Linked DNA regions of Mus musculus: region 1 is linked to region 2. The links are chromatin contacts, called in public promoter capture Hi-C maps. All regions are on one chromosome and are shown on one strand. The core of a region is the stretch at or near the end of the contact, and the rest is flanking DNA. Distances in the headings are between cores, read along the strand shown.

The links. Promoter capture Hi-C pulls out the DNA fragments that hold promoters and counts their contacts.
Region 1: a promoter capture Hi-C map of erythroid cells shows a contact between it and region 2, with 262 times the contacts expected there. The contact joins the promoter of Mns1 here to the promoter of Aqp9 in region 2. A contact is called at or near these places in 2 of 39 promoter capture datasets (erythroid cells and hippocampal neurons).

What each region holds. Positions count from the first base shown.
Region 1 is chr9:72,434,711-72,441,085 of GRCm38.p6, forward strand. Mns1 (meiosis-specific nuclear structural protein 1) reads left to right here and starts at 3,819. Exons shown (of 10, transcript NM_008613.3): 1 at 3,819-3,969; 2 at 4,530-4,751. The coding sequence starts at 3,967.
Region 2 is chr9:71,159,698-71,165,727 of GRCm38.p6, forward strand. Aqp9 (aquaporin 9) reads right to left here and starts at 3,592. Exons shown (of 6, transcript NM_022026.3): 1 at 3,276-3,592. The coding sequence starts at 3,386.

The DNA of each region.
Region 1 (6,375 bases), core at 2,569-5,068, 1.3 Mb after region 2:
TATTATTTGCTTGTATTAAAACAAATGGTCTCAAATATTTAAACATTTGCATTAGGAAACTGGAAAAAATAAAACAACACTAAAAACAAACAGAAGGAAGGAAATTAAGATGATAAAATGGAAATCAGGGAGTTAAAATGGAAAAATGAATCAAAAAAGTTTGTCCTTAGAAAATAGACAAAATTGCAACCAGTTTTATAATTTTAGCATTCCTACTGGGCTAGTGAAGAGCAACACCTCTGCAAGATGATTTCTAAGTAGCGCTGTCTCCACATGCAAAGCGGTAATACGACCTCCACCATCTGTTCACTGAGCAAATACTTAGGCCTGATCAATGCCAGGAGCGGCTTTAACTGTCTGGAATTCATCAAGGTTGAATAGAGTGTTTGCCGCTGATGGACCAGCGAACACGCTTCAGTTAGAAGCTGCTTTCTGAGACATCACACAAGCCACAGCCATGAGGAACAAAATGAAGAAAGCATTGTATTCCTGGCTTTCAGAATGTACTAAAAAGCAGTTTCATCGAACAATGTGGACTTGTCATTCGACACAGCCCTACAGACCAATGCGACAGAACAGAAAGCCAGAAGTATATTCGCCATCTGCAGACCCCTGCTGTCCAACCCGGGAACCCTGAACACCCGCTGGGGGAAGGACGGTCTTTTCAGGAGGGGCTGCGGGAAACCCGAAGTCCATGTGCAGAAGATCATGGTTAGACTGCAGTCACCCACCAGCTTGAATATCAACTGAAACTGGGCTAGAGATCCAGATGTGCCTGAAATCGAGATGGTACTAGACACAAAATTAAGAAATGTTTTAAAATGTGGGAAGGAGCAAGGCTTTTGGTTGGGGAGGGGCAAATACTACACGATCGCCCGTTTACACAGGAAACCAAAGCAAAAGCAGACAAACAGCCAGCAGAGGAAGAACTAATGCGGCGATTCTCAACCTTCCTGATGCTGGGGCCCTTGAATACACTTCCTCATGCTGTGGTGACCCCCGACCATAAAATAGTTTTGGTTGCTGTTTCATAACTGTAATTTTGCTACTGATGAATTGTAAGTATCTGTGTTTTCCAGTGGTCTTAGAGGTCAAGCCATTGGCTAAGAACCACTTTATTAACGGAATCAGAATATAGATATAGCCTGTAAAACAGTGCCCTTTGGGGGGAACAATGTTCAAATTACGCATCTGACAAGACGTTGAGAACTAGATGTGTGTCTGTTTTGGGTTTTTTGTTTGTTTGTTTTTGTCTTTTTTTTTTTTCACCTTGGACAAACTAGAGCCACTTCGGATAAGGGAGTCTCTACTGAGGAGTTGTGTCTATCACATTGGCCTGTCTGTAGACCATCCCTAGTAGGTGGGCCTGGGGTATAGAGAAAAAGTCAGTAAGGCAGCCAGTAGCGGTCCTCCTTGGTCACTGCTTCAGTCCCCGCCTCAAGTTCTGCCCTGTGAGTTCCAGCCTTGGCTTTCCAACAGGACTGACTATAACCAGTAAGCCAAACACTCCTTTACTTCCTCAACTTGCTTTTAGTCAGAGTGTTTTTATCACAGCAACAGAGACCAAACTTGGATTATACAGAACTTCAAAAATCAATAGCATATATACAAAACCTGATTTAAAAATAGGCAATGGAGCTGGGCATGGTGGCACACACCTTTAATCCCAGCACTCAGGAGGCAGAGGGAGGCGGATTTCTGAGTTAGAGGCCAGCCTAGTCTACAAAGTGAGTTCCAGGACAGCCAGAGCTATACAGAGAAACCCTGTCTCGAAAAACAAAACAAAACAAAAAATGGCAATGGGCCTAAGCAGTCACTTCTAACAACAATAAATAATAAAAGATAATATGAATAAAATGAAAAACAAACAATAAAAGAGGCCACCGTTAAAATGTATCCCTTTCAACATCACTAATGAATAATGATCCAGGACACAAAAGCCAAACCTGCAATGAGTAGATATCACTTCACCCCAGCAAGAATAGTTTTCAAAAATATTAAAAATAAAAAACATTGTTGGGAGTACTGAGAAAAGGGAACACATGTATGCTGTTGGTGGAATGTGAATAAGTGTGGCCATTATAGAATACTAGACTAAGGTCCCCCAGAGTTAAAATAGAACTACTGCCTCCTCCCCCCCCACCGTAATCTATATATCCACAGGATATGGAATCCGCATGCGGAAGGCCTCTGAATGCACACGTTAGTTGCAGCTCCATTTACAGTAGTCAAGTCCTGGTTATATCCTGTGTCCATCAGTGAATAAATGGACAGAAGAATAAGATTCAACCACAGGGAAAAACAAAGTCTTACCATTTCTGACAGTGTGGATGGAACTGGAGAGATCAGCTGAAATAATAATGGTGCTACAGATATTGCTCTGCCAGAGTGGGGCTGGGGAGATGGCTCAACGGTTTGGAGCGCCGCCTATTCCTGCAGATTACCCGGAGTTTGGGAACCAGCACCCACATGACAGCTCCAGTAACCTACCTCCAGGAATTTCTAACTCCAGTTCTAGGGGAGCTGATAACATCTTCTGGTCTTTGTGGGCATCAGGCACATAATGGCGCATAGACACTTTATTTACGTAAAGTTAAATCTCAAAAAGTTCTTAAGAAAAAAAGATAAAGTATGATTGTGAAAACACGTAGAGTCTTTAACAATGTTGATTTCACAGAAACTGTAAGCAGATTGGTGATGACAGGGGCTAGGGCAGGGGGAAATGGCGAAGGGCTAGACTGCAGTTAGCAAAATATAGTCAGAAGTACAGGGGTGCACAGCCAGGTGGGGGTGTAGGATGGTAATATGCTGTACATTACAAAAAAAAACCACACAGAGGAAAAGATTGTTTAACCCTAAAGAAATATTTTGATGTTTACTGATTTAAATATTATACAATGCACCAGGATGTTCCATGATATTCCACAAGACACAATTTTTGGTTTTAATGTATTAGCTAAAATTTAAAGTTACACAAACCACATTCTTAGTAGAGTTCCAAGGGATTGTTAGCTGCATCCTAAGTCCAAGAATGCTTTGCATTATATGCTTTGCCCCACAGTCAGTTTCATATATGATTTATTTTTGGTTTTTTGTTTTTTTTGAGACAGAGTTTCTCTGTATAGACCTGGCTGTCCTGGCTCTGTAGACCAGGCTGGCCTCGATCTCAGAAATCTGCCTGCCAAGTGCTGGGATTAAAGGCGTGCGGTGACTATTATCATTATTGTTACTAATGAATATGGGGGGGGGGGTCTAGACCACAGTGGGTGGTGCCATCCCTCGGCACGTGGTCCTGGCCTTAGAGAGCACTGGGATTGCAAGTATGCATCCACACCTGTTCCGTTCCGTTTTCACGTGCTCTCCAGTCTCACACTCCGCTAGCGATCCAGTGGCTTCTGTTCCAGGTAAGTAAATAGGTCTCGTCCGTGTCTCTAAGTTCTCAAAATATTTCATCTCTAAAATGAGTGTATCAGGGATGGAGCAATGGCTCGGTAGGGGGCCCTGCTGCTCTTTTGGAGGGCCCAGCACCCACGTTAGGCAACTTGCTACCGACTGAGGATGGTAGAGGGGCACCATCCCTCAGTCCACTGCAGTGACAAGTCCGAGCTTATTGGGGTTCCTTGGGGCTTTAGCTGGGCTCCAGACCGCAGAGATTAGCTCCCTTCGGATGTAAACGGCTCCCGCTAGGGCAAAGCGTCCGAACTTCGCGCTTTTGGCTTGGTCCTATGGAAGGAGCGCTCCTGCCTGGCAACGAAGACTCTCCGTGCTGATTGGATATTGTGCCAGCCAATGGGAGGCCGCGTCCCTCTTGGGCGGGCGGTGCATTTTTGGCGGTTGCCGGGACACAGCTTAAACTTAACCCAGCGTGCACAGGTATCCGCTGCCGTGGCTGCTGCTCCGGAAGACGCGTTTGCAACTGAGGCAGAGACCCATCCTGCCGGAGGAGGAGGTTTAAAGCCAACCGAGATGGTAAGCAGCTCGGAGGCCGGGGGAAGGGTCGGTCAGGGACTTTCAAACTGTTTATTTGTAGTCTTGAGCTCTCTGAAATACAATTTGAAGTGCGTAATCCGAGAGGTCAGTGAGAAACTTCGATTTGCTTACTAGAAGGTTCTGGGTTTTTTTTTTTTTTTTTTTCCAGGAACACTCCAGGCATTTCTGCACCTTTCCCCCTCTCATCGAAATAGATACATCTTTAAATCTGCTCTGTTGTGGGTGGGGGGAAAGGCAACTCTCTGGTGGTAAAGCTGCAGCTGGAGAGCATCCGCATCGCACTCACTGACGCTGTTGAATTTTAATTTAACTTTTCCTGCTTCCACTACAAAACAGGGACTATTAGTAGTACTCAATCAGTACGCCGTTAAGTTTACATTATCATATTTAAATATTAATTAGTATATCCTGAATTAAAGCCAAAGACCTTTTATACTGTTACCTATTTTATAGTGTTTATTATAGGGATTTTCAGCAGTATCTTTTTGAAAGAAGAATATTGAATTCTGTGTATTTCCCTTTCCCCCTCGCACTTGTAGGCGACCAAAAAGAGAGCTTTGAGCTTTAGTGAAAAGCATCAGAAGTTAGTAGATGAAAAATTCCGCAAATCATTGAACATACAAGTCATGAATAAGTTAGAGAGGCAAGCCAAGAACCAAGTGGTGCAAAATGAAAACGACGAGAAGGTGGAACGCCAGAGGTTCCTCAGAGTGCTGCAGAATGAGCAGTTTGAGCTCGACATGGAAGAAGCCATCCAAAAAGTAAGTTGCAATGTCCTTGTTAGTTTTCTTTCCTTGGAAAAGGTGAAAGATGGCTGTCAGCCCTGCCTGGAGTTGAGGAAATACAGAGAGCTGGGAACTGACTGAATCCTTTGGAGTCCTGGTTATTTTAGCTGAAGAACGTGGTGTCAGTTGGTCAGTTTGCATGCTTTTAACAACGAGCAAATCGAAAGACTTTAGAATAGCATTTGGCAAGAATATCCATTTTTGTTTTTAAACATAAGCATGAAATCCGTAATTGTTAACATCACAGTTTTGTTTATGTGAGTGCAACCGTGTTGCCTTCTCTACATTTCTAATAAGAAATTTAAGAAATTCCTTCCTTTCTAAAAATTCATGACGTTAAACATAGACACTATTAAAGTGGTAGGAGATGGACATATGTGTGAGATGTACACTTACTCATATTTTTAATTTTTGAAGAATTCAGTTATTGAATGCGTGTGTTTACATCCTGCTCTGCTGGCTAAATCTATCATGAGTATTTCTAAATATTTTTTAGGAGATTGCAGTAGAAGAGGAAACAGACAGGAAGTGAGACAAGTGAATTTTCTCCTAAGTGTGAAAAGAACGTCCCCTGTTTTGTTGTGTTTTGAGCACTAGCGTGCGGTTATGTCCAGGATTTTGAGGGTGGATCTGGAAATAGCAAAAGAAAGGCTTAAAAGTGTGTCGGCTTCCTTCTGTCCTAAGTTCCAGTAGCATAGACCTGACCCTTTAATTCTGAACAGGAAAACCCTGGCCTCCCATCTTTTTATTCTTATTATGTCTTTAAGGAAACTCCCATATACCCTAACTCTGCCTAGCAACCATTGGTCTATCTGATGAAGTGGGGATGTTTTCTTTCGAGTGTTGTTCTGATGTCATCTTCTCATGATAGATGCCTCTAAGCAAAATTCTGTACTATGCTGAAATCTGTCCTTAGCGTTGGCTTCTTTTAATCAGGACCAGGCAAGGTTCATACAGCGTATATAGTTTTTATGGCCAATGTTTTGTTAATATGAACTTCATCGATGCATCCTTTATTAACTTCCTGTGTTTAACCTAATGAAGATATCAGGCCTGTTATCTTCTAGATGCGTGTGGTTTTATATCTGTCTGGTTTCTTTGGTGTGTGCCTTTATCTTTCCCATAGTCTCAAAAGGCAGTTAGCCAGGAAGACTTGATTAGATTGCAGTTCATCTTATACTGGGGAGGAAATAGTGACTTTTTTAATGAACTTGTTTCTGCATATGTTGGGATTATTTTAAAGTTTTGTCCTCTTTGATTTTTTATTTTCTCTTTAAAAATATGTCTTTTTTTTTTTTTAAATATCTTTATGGGGCGGGAGCAATGGCTCATCAGTTAATAGCACTTGTTACTTTTGCAGAGGACCCAGGTACAGTTCTCAGCACCCACGGGGCTGTCTGTAACTCTCTTTCCAGGGGTTACCACACCCTCTTCTGGTCTCTGTGGGCACTAGGCACACACATGGTGCATATACACAAATGCAGGAATAACACCAATACACATTAAAATAAGTATTTTTTAAAACAGATCATGAAATATCTTTATGAGATCAGAACTCAAGAATTCATGTATAATTGCAGTTTTTTCCCTGACAGTACTG
Region 2 (6,030 bases), core at 2,342-4,841:
GTGAAACTCTTCTCATTCCATGGAAGTCAACACAGAACATGGTGACCACAAATCCATGGAGTTAACTCCCCATCAGTAATCAGACAGTCTAGTTTGCAGTTGACATCAATGATACTCAACAATGGCACAGTGTGAGTGGAGACAGCATCGGGATCTACTGGGTGAGCACTGAGGCCTCAGAGTGACCTTCCCCCACTGCAGATACCTTCTGTAAACTCCAGGTTGTTTGAACTGTACTCCTGACTGATCGATTCTGACTTGAAATTCCTACAACTCTCTCCTTGGGTTTCCATTGGTCAACTTGTGCATTTCACAGAACTCGAGGGAGCCCTGAGTTCACAGGTTTATTCTAAAGGATTCCGTGAGGCGTACAAAGGAAGAGAAGATTGAGGAATAAGAGGAGACATGCAGGGTCTACATCCACCCTCTAGGACCCTCTGCCTGTTTGGCTGTCTTTTCAACTTTATATGGAGACTTTTTACTACAAAGACAAGGCTGAAGCATGAAGGTCAGGTGAAGGTCAGAACATTGTTCAAGGCCATATAACTAGGTTAGGGCTAGAGGGCATAGCTCAGAGGGAAAGTGTCTAAATACCATGTACACAAAACAAGTTAATAAAACTCACTGAGTGGGAAGTCAGCAAGCTTGTCTTTCGAGATTCTTCTCTGTCCCTCTTGGCAATGACATTCCTTCTTCCAGGCCATGAGGATGGGCCTTTCTGAAATGAGGGTCTTATGACCTATTATCGAGGGTCTTATGACCTATTATCACACGGGCTGGTTCCAGGAAATTGTTTTACAGCAAGCTTGAAAGGGGCAGGGGAGGGTGGAGATTGAGAATTTCTAGCCTTGGAAAAGGCGACCTCAAGTCTCTGGAGCCAGCCTTAGGGAAGGAAGCAGAATGATAGGAGCAAGAGGGAGATGGCTCAGGACTTCATGATCTCAAGGGTGAATGGCTAGAAGCAGTTTTCATCGTCTTAATGTGCAATGGGATTATGAAACTGATTCTTGAGTCTTTTTTTTTTTTTTTTTTTTTTTTGGTTTTTCTGAGACAGGGTTTCTCTGTACAGCCCTGGCTGTCCTGGAACTCACTTTGTAGACCAGGCTGGCCTTGAACTCAGAAATCTGCCTGCCTCTGCCTCCCAAGCGCTAGGATTAAAGGCGTGCGCCACTACGCCCGGCATGAAACTGATTAAGAAAGAGGGAAGGGCTTTAAAACTTTTTCGGTTGTAGAAAAGGAAGTTGAGCAGCCCTCCCCTTTGTTTTCTGCACTGAGAGGTGATTCAGGCTCTGCTTCAATTCTCTGCTTAAGTCATTTCAGGCTCAAATCAGACTGTGCTGGCAACTCCTTCTGAAGGTCAGATTTTCAAACATCAACAGTGAGCCAGGCTGGGTGTGGAGATGCACGCTTTTAATCCTAGCATCCTGGAAGCGGAAGCATGTGGATCTCTTTGAGTTTGAAGCCAGCCTGGTCTGTAAAGTGAATTCTAGGCCAACGGGAGCTAAGTAATGAGACCCTAATTTAACAACGAGAACACTCCCAAGCATCTCCACATCTGGCTGGGGCAATCTTCCAGGAAGCTCTCACTGGAAAGATAACTTGGGGGCTTCCCCCTCCCTTTTCTTCTAACCACCCAGACCTAAGTCCTGACCCTGACCATGGTGAGAAAAATAAGGAGCTTCCGGACAGCGAAAAGAAAGAAGGAAAAGAACCCTCCAGTCCTGACTCAGCCTACACATCCTGCCCCTTTCCTTCTCAATGATCCAAAGCCAAGGATAACATGCACACTTAAAGACAGTCCTCTAGAATCTTGAGAAGCTGGGCTGGAGAGATGGCTCAGCGGTTAAGAACACTGACTGCTCTGCTAGAGGTCCTGAGTTCAATTCCCAGTTACTACATGGTAGCTCACAACCATCTGTAATGGGATCAAGGCATTCTTCTGGTGTGTCTGAAGACAGCAGCAGTGTACTCATATAAATAAAAGAGAGAAATATTTGAGAACGAGAAGCTGAAATTATACCTGAAGTAAGAGTCTCCCTGTCTCTCTGTCTCTCTCTCTGGCAGGTGTGTTTTCTAAAAAATTAAATAAGCCGGGTGTGGTGGCACACACCTTTAATCCCAGCACTCGGGAGGCAGAGGCAGGCGGATTTCTGAGTTCCAGGCCAGCCTGGTCTACAAAGTGAGTTCCAGGACAGCCAGGGCTATAAAGAGAAACCCTGTCTCGAAAAACCAAAATAAATAAATAAATAAATAAATAAATAAATAAATAAATAAATAGATAAATAGAAATAAATAGCTGTCCCATTTTAAAAAAAGCCTGAGGCCAGGGCTCACACCAGTTCAGAAAGTAGCAATAGTTTCTGGTCTCTGTTTTATTCTTTGTTTTGTTTGTTTTCATAGCTGAGCCAATCTCTTTTTGAGATTCTTAGGCCTGTCCATGTTTAACTCTATGAAGTTCAATTTAAAGACCTTGAGAGATTTGCTCAAGTCAAGTTCAATCAAAAGGGAGAAATTATATGAAACCAACACAAGGCTACACACACACACACACACACACACACACACACCATACTAACCCCAAGTTCTGATTTACTAAGTAGGTCCGGTGAGATGACTCACGAGATAAAAGTCCCTGTTGCCGGGCCTGATGACCTGAGCTCCATCCCTAGAGTCCACATGGTGGAAGGATGGTGGAAGGAGAGCTGACTCCAGCAGGCCATTTTCAGATGCACTTGTGTGCATTGGTGCACACACATAAATAAATAAATAAACAAACAAACAAACAAATAAATAAAACTGCCAGGCCATTTTCAGATGCACTTGTGTGCATTCGTGCACACACACAAATAAATAAATAAATAAATAAACAAACAAACAAACAAACAAAACTGCCAGGCACCTCTCTTGGCAGCCTGTTCCACGCTATCTATTGACCATTAATGTTTGTTTCAGATGACTCAGTCACCAAATGGGAAGCAATGTCTAGCAACTCTTTCATCATAAAAGCCACTTTGAGACATTTTAAAATGAAGAAGTACTCCCCTTCCCCCTTCTCCACTCCTATCAACTGTCTTGGCTACACGTTAAGAGCGAACGAAGCTCTTAATGGTCACCAAATAGTCAAGTAACCTAGAAAGTGACTTGCTGCCTCCTAGAAGGGACTGGAACTGATAATCAGGGAAAACAAAAAAACAAACGCCCTGCTCCAGACGCCTGGCAGCCAGGAAGGCGGGGTTAGGTCTGAACTGGGAAAATGGAAATCGAGCAATACTCACAATCATTATAAAGGTGCCCAGGAACTCAGAGAGTGTCTCCTTAGCCAGACAGCTCTTCAGGGCCAGCCTCTGCACGAGGTTCTTCTTGGCTCGGTCCTTCTCAGAAGGCATCTTGGGGTTTCTGCCAGAGGTAAGCTTTCCACCAAGGTCTGCTCGCTCAGTTTCCTGCCTTCACTACCACATGAAAACCAAACCAAACAAAAAAGAATTTTAAAAAAACCAAGCTCACTTAGCTCTGCACGGATCTCTGGAGGCGACTAAAGAGATACCTGACTGTGTCAGAGAGCCTGTCCTAATTAGGAACTGTGACTTAATCCTTGTCTGCCTCTGCTGTCAGCCCCTCCCTCCCTCCCAGCTCATTGCTATTTGTTTGCATTAATGAGTTATAATTCCAAATCCTCAAAATGACTCTTTTTGTACTTGACAGATTAATCATTACCTTTATTCTCTGTTCTCTGGCTACTTTTTCTCTGTTGGCTTTCTTTCTTTTTTTTTTTTTTTTCCAGGAGATGAGAAAAGAGATGCTACGTTGGTTGGGTTGCCAAACCAGAGATGGGCCTTGGTCCAGAAGAGATTTACCTGTTACACAACTTCAGCCTTCTGATGATTTGTTTTCTCCTATTCGGAAGTGGGCAGTTTGGGTGTAATTTAGAATAGTTCAATCAGGTATAGACACCTTCACTGTGAACATTCTCTCCTGAAGGTTTTCTTCCAAACTGGAGAGTGTAAGGGAAAGAGACTAGGCTGGCTCTAGTAGTGCCTCGGGGAGTTCATGGGACTGCTGGAGTCTTTCTGAAGGGCTCCAGAAATAACTAAATTAACTTATGGAAGGGCAGTTTAAAGGCTCCGAAATGTAAGTTTATGGGGCATTGGGTTAGTGCTGCCTTTAATCCCAGCGCTGGGGGTAGGGTGGGGGGTGAGGTGTGTGTGTGTGTGTGTGTGTGTGTGTGTGTGTGCAGAGACAGGTTGATCTCTGTGAGTTCAAGGGCCCAGCCTGGTCTACATGAGTTCCAGGACAGTTGGGGCTATATAGAGAAACCCTGTCTTGAGAGGAAAAAAGGGGGGGGAGGAGGGAGGGAGGGAAAGAGGGGGGAGGGGAGGGGAGGGTGTTAAGGTGTTTATGGGACAAGATGGGAACTCCCTCTTGTTCACTGAAGTGGTCTCCCTATCTGGTAAACAGAGTTTAGGATTCAAGAATCAGAAAGATAGAGAAAGCAGAGGACTGGAATTCTAGCCCTCTGACCAGTCAATCCCATCCCAGTTAAAGAAGAGAGGAGTAACTATGCCCCACTAAGGTATCTAGTTTAAATCTGATGAATTAACATCCTCACAGGCAACAGACTACATCTTATAATAGCTTCTTGACCTGATCAATAAGCAAGCCCTGATTTCCAAAGCTGGTTTGTCTGAAAAGACGGAATTGGAGGCAGTAGTCTCTAAACACCCCCAGGCAGTCCACTGACTTGAACCCATGCTATGCTCCCTCCCTCCCTCCCTCCCTCCCACCCTCCTTCCCTCCCTCAGAGCAGCCTGCCCAGTTCCCAGTCTTCTTTGGGGCCCTCCTCTACCTTTGCAGGAGGCCCTCAATCATTTCCAGCTGAGGAGGCAGGCTGGAAGGGGTGAGGGGAGGCTGTGAGCAGAGCAGCTGGGAAGAGCCCAGAGGCAGGATCAAACACCTAAGCTGCAGGTAAAGTTTACAGTTCAGACCGAAGAGGTCAATACTATAAATTTAAAAAATAAATAAATAAAAAACAATCTAGCATTTCGACTTTAATTCCTGATTAAATGGTCATGATGAGGATGTAGCTGAAACACCCAGAAGTTTGCTTTAACTCCTGGTTAGGTGATCATGGATAGCTTTGTCTTGGAGAGTTTCCTATGACCACATTATGCCCAAGTCCTGGTGGCTCGACCAGAGGAACAGGACTTTATTGCTCTGACTTCAGCTAATAAGACACAAAGCGTGTTCTTCAGAGTCCACGCTCACTCACCTGACAAATATTTATGGCATACTTGCTGTGTGCCAAGCACTGCCTGTAGCAAAAGCACGGGGCAGTCTTGCTTGTCACAGGGCTGGCTATGACGGAGACCAACATTAGACACAATCACACAGGGACACGAACAGACAACTCCAGCCGAGGACACATGCTCTGCCGGCGGGGGCTGTATTTCCATGTGCAAATACGGCAAGCGGAGTCCACCTTGTTGGAGAGATCTCTGCAGTGTCTTCTGGGAAGTTATGTCTAAGCTGAGATCAGGAGGCACAGGGCCTATTCACATGAAATGGGGAAGGAAGTGGGTGTGAAAGACTTTGAGGGATGGGGGGGCAAAATGACACCTATAAAAGAACCAGAGAAACACCCACTGTGGTTAGCCTCCAGGGTGAAGGAAGGAACAGTGTGAAGAATGAGCTGGGGTGGGAGAAACAAGACTATACTGAGCCTTGTAAATTGTGTATCAGGTTAAAAGTGTCATAAATCATTGGAGTAGATTAGACAGGTCGATGAGGTCGTCAGATCTTTGGGTTTTTAAAAAGATCATCCTCTCCTAGCTGTCCCTGACAACTTAGCTACAGATGGATTCAGTTGTGCAACAAATGGTTGCCCACCAGGCTCTAAGGCACAGCTCTAAACTCATTGCCACACAGACAGTCCTGGTTAAAATCAATGGGTCACAAGCCAAGTTGGGCTGGCTCATACCTTTGATCCCATCACTCAGGAGGCAGAGGCAGGCAGATCTATGAATTCAAGGCCAG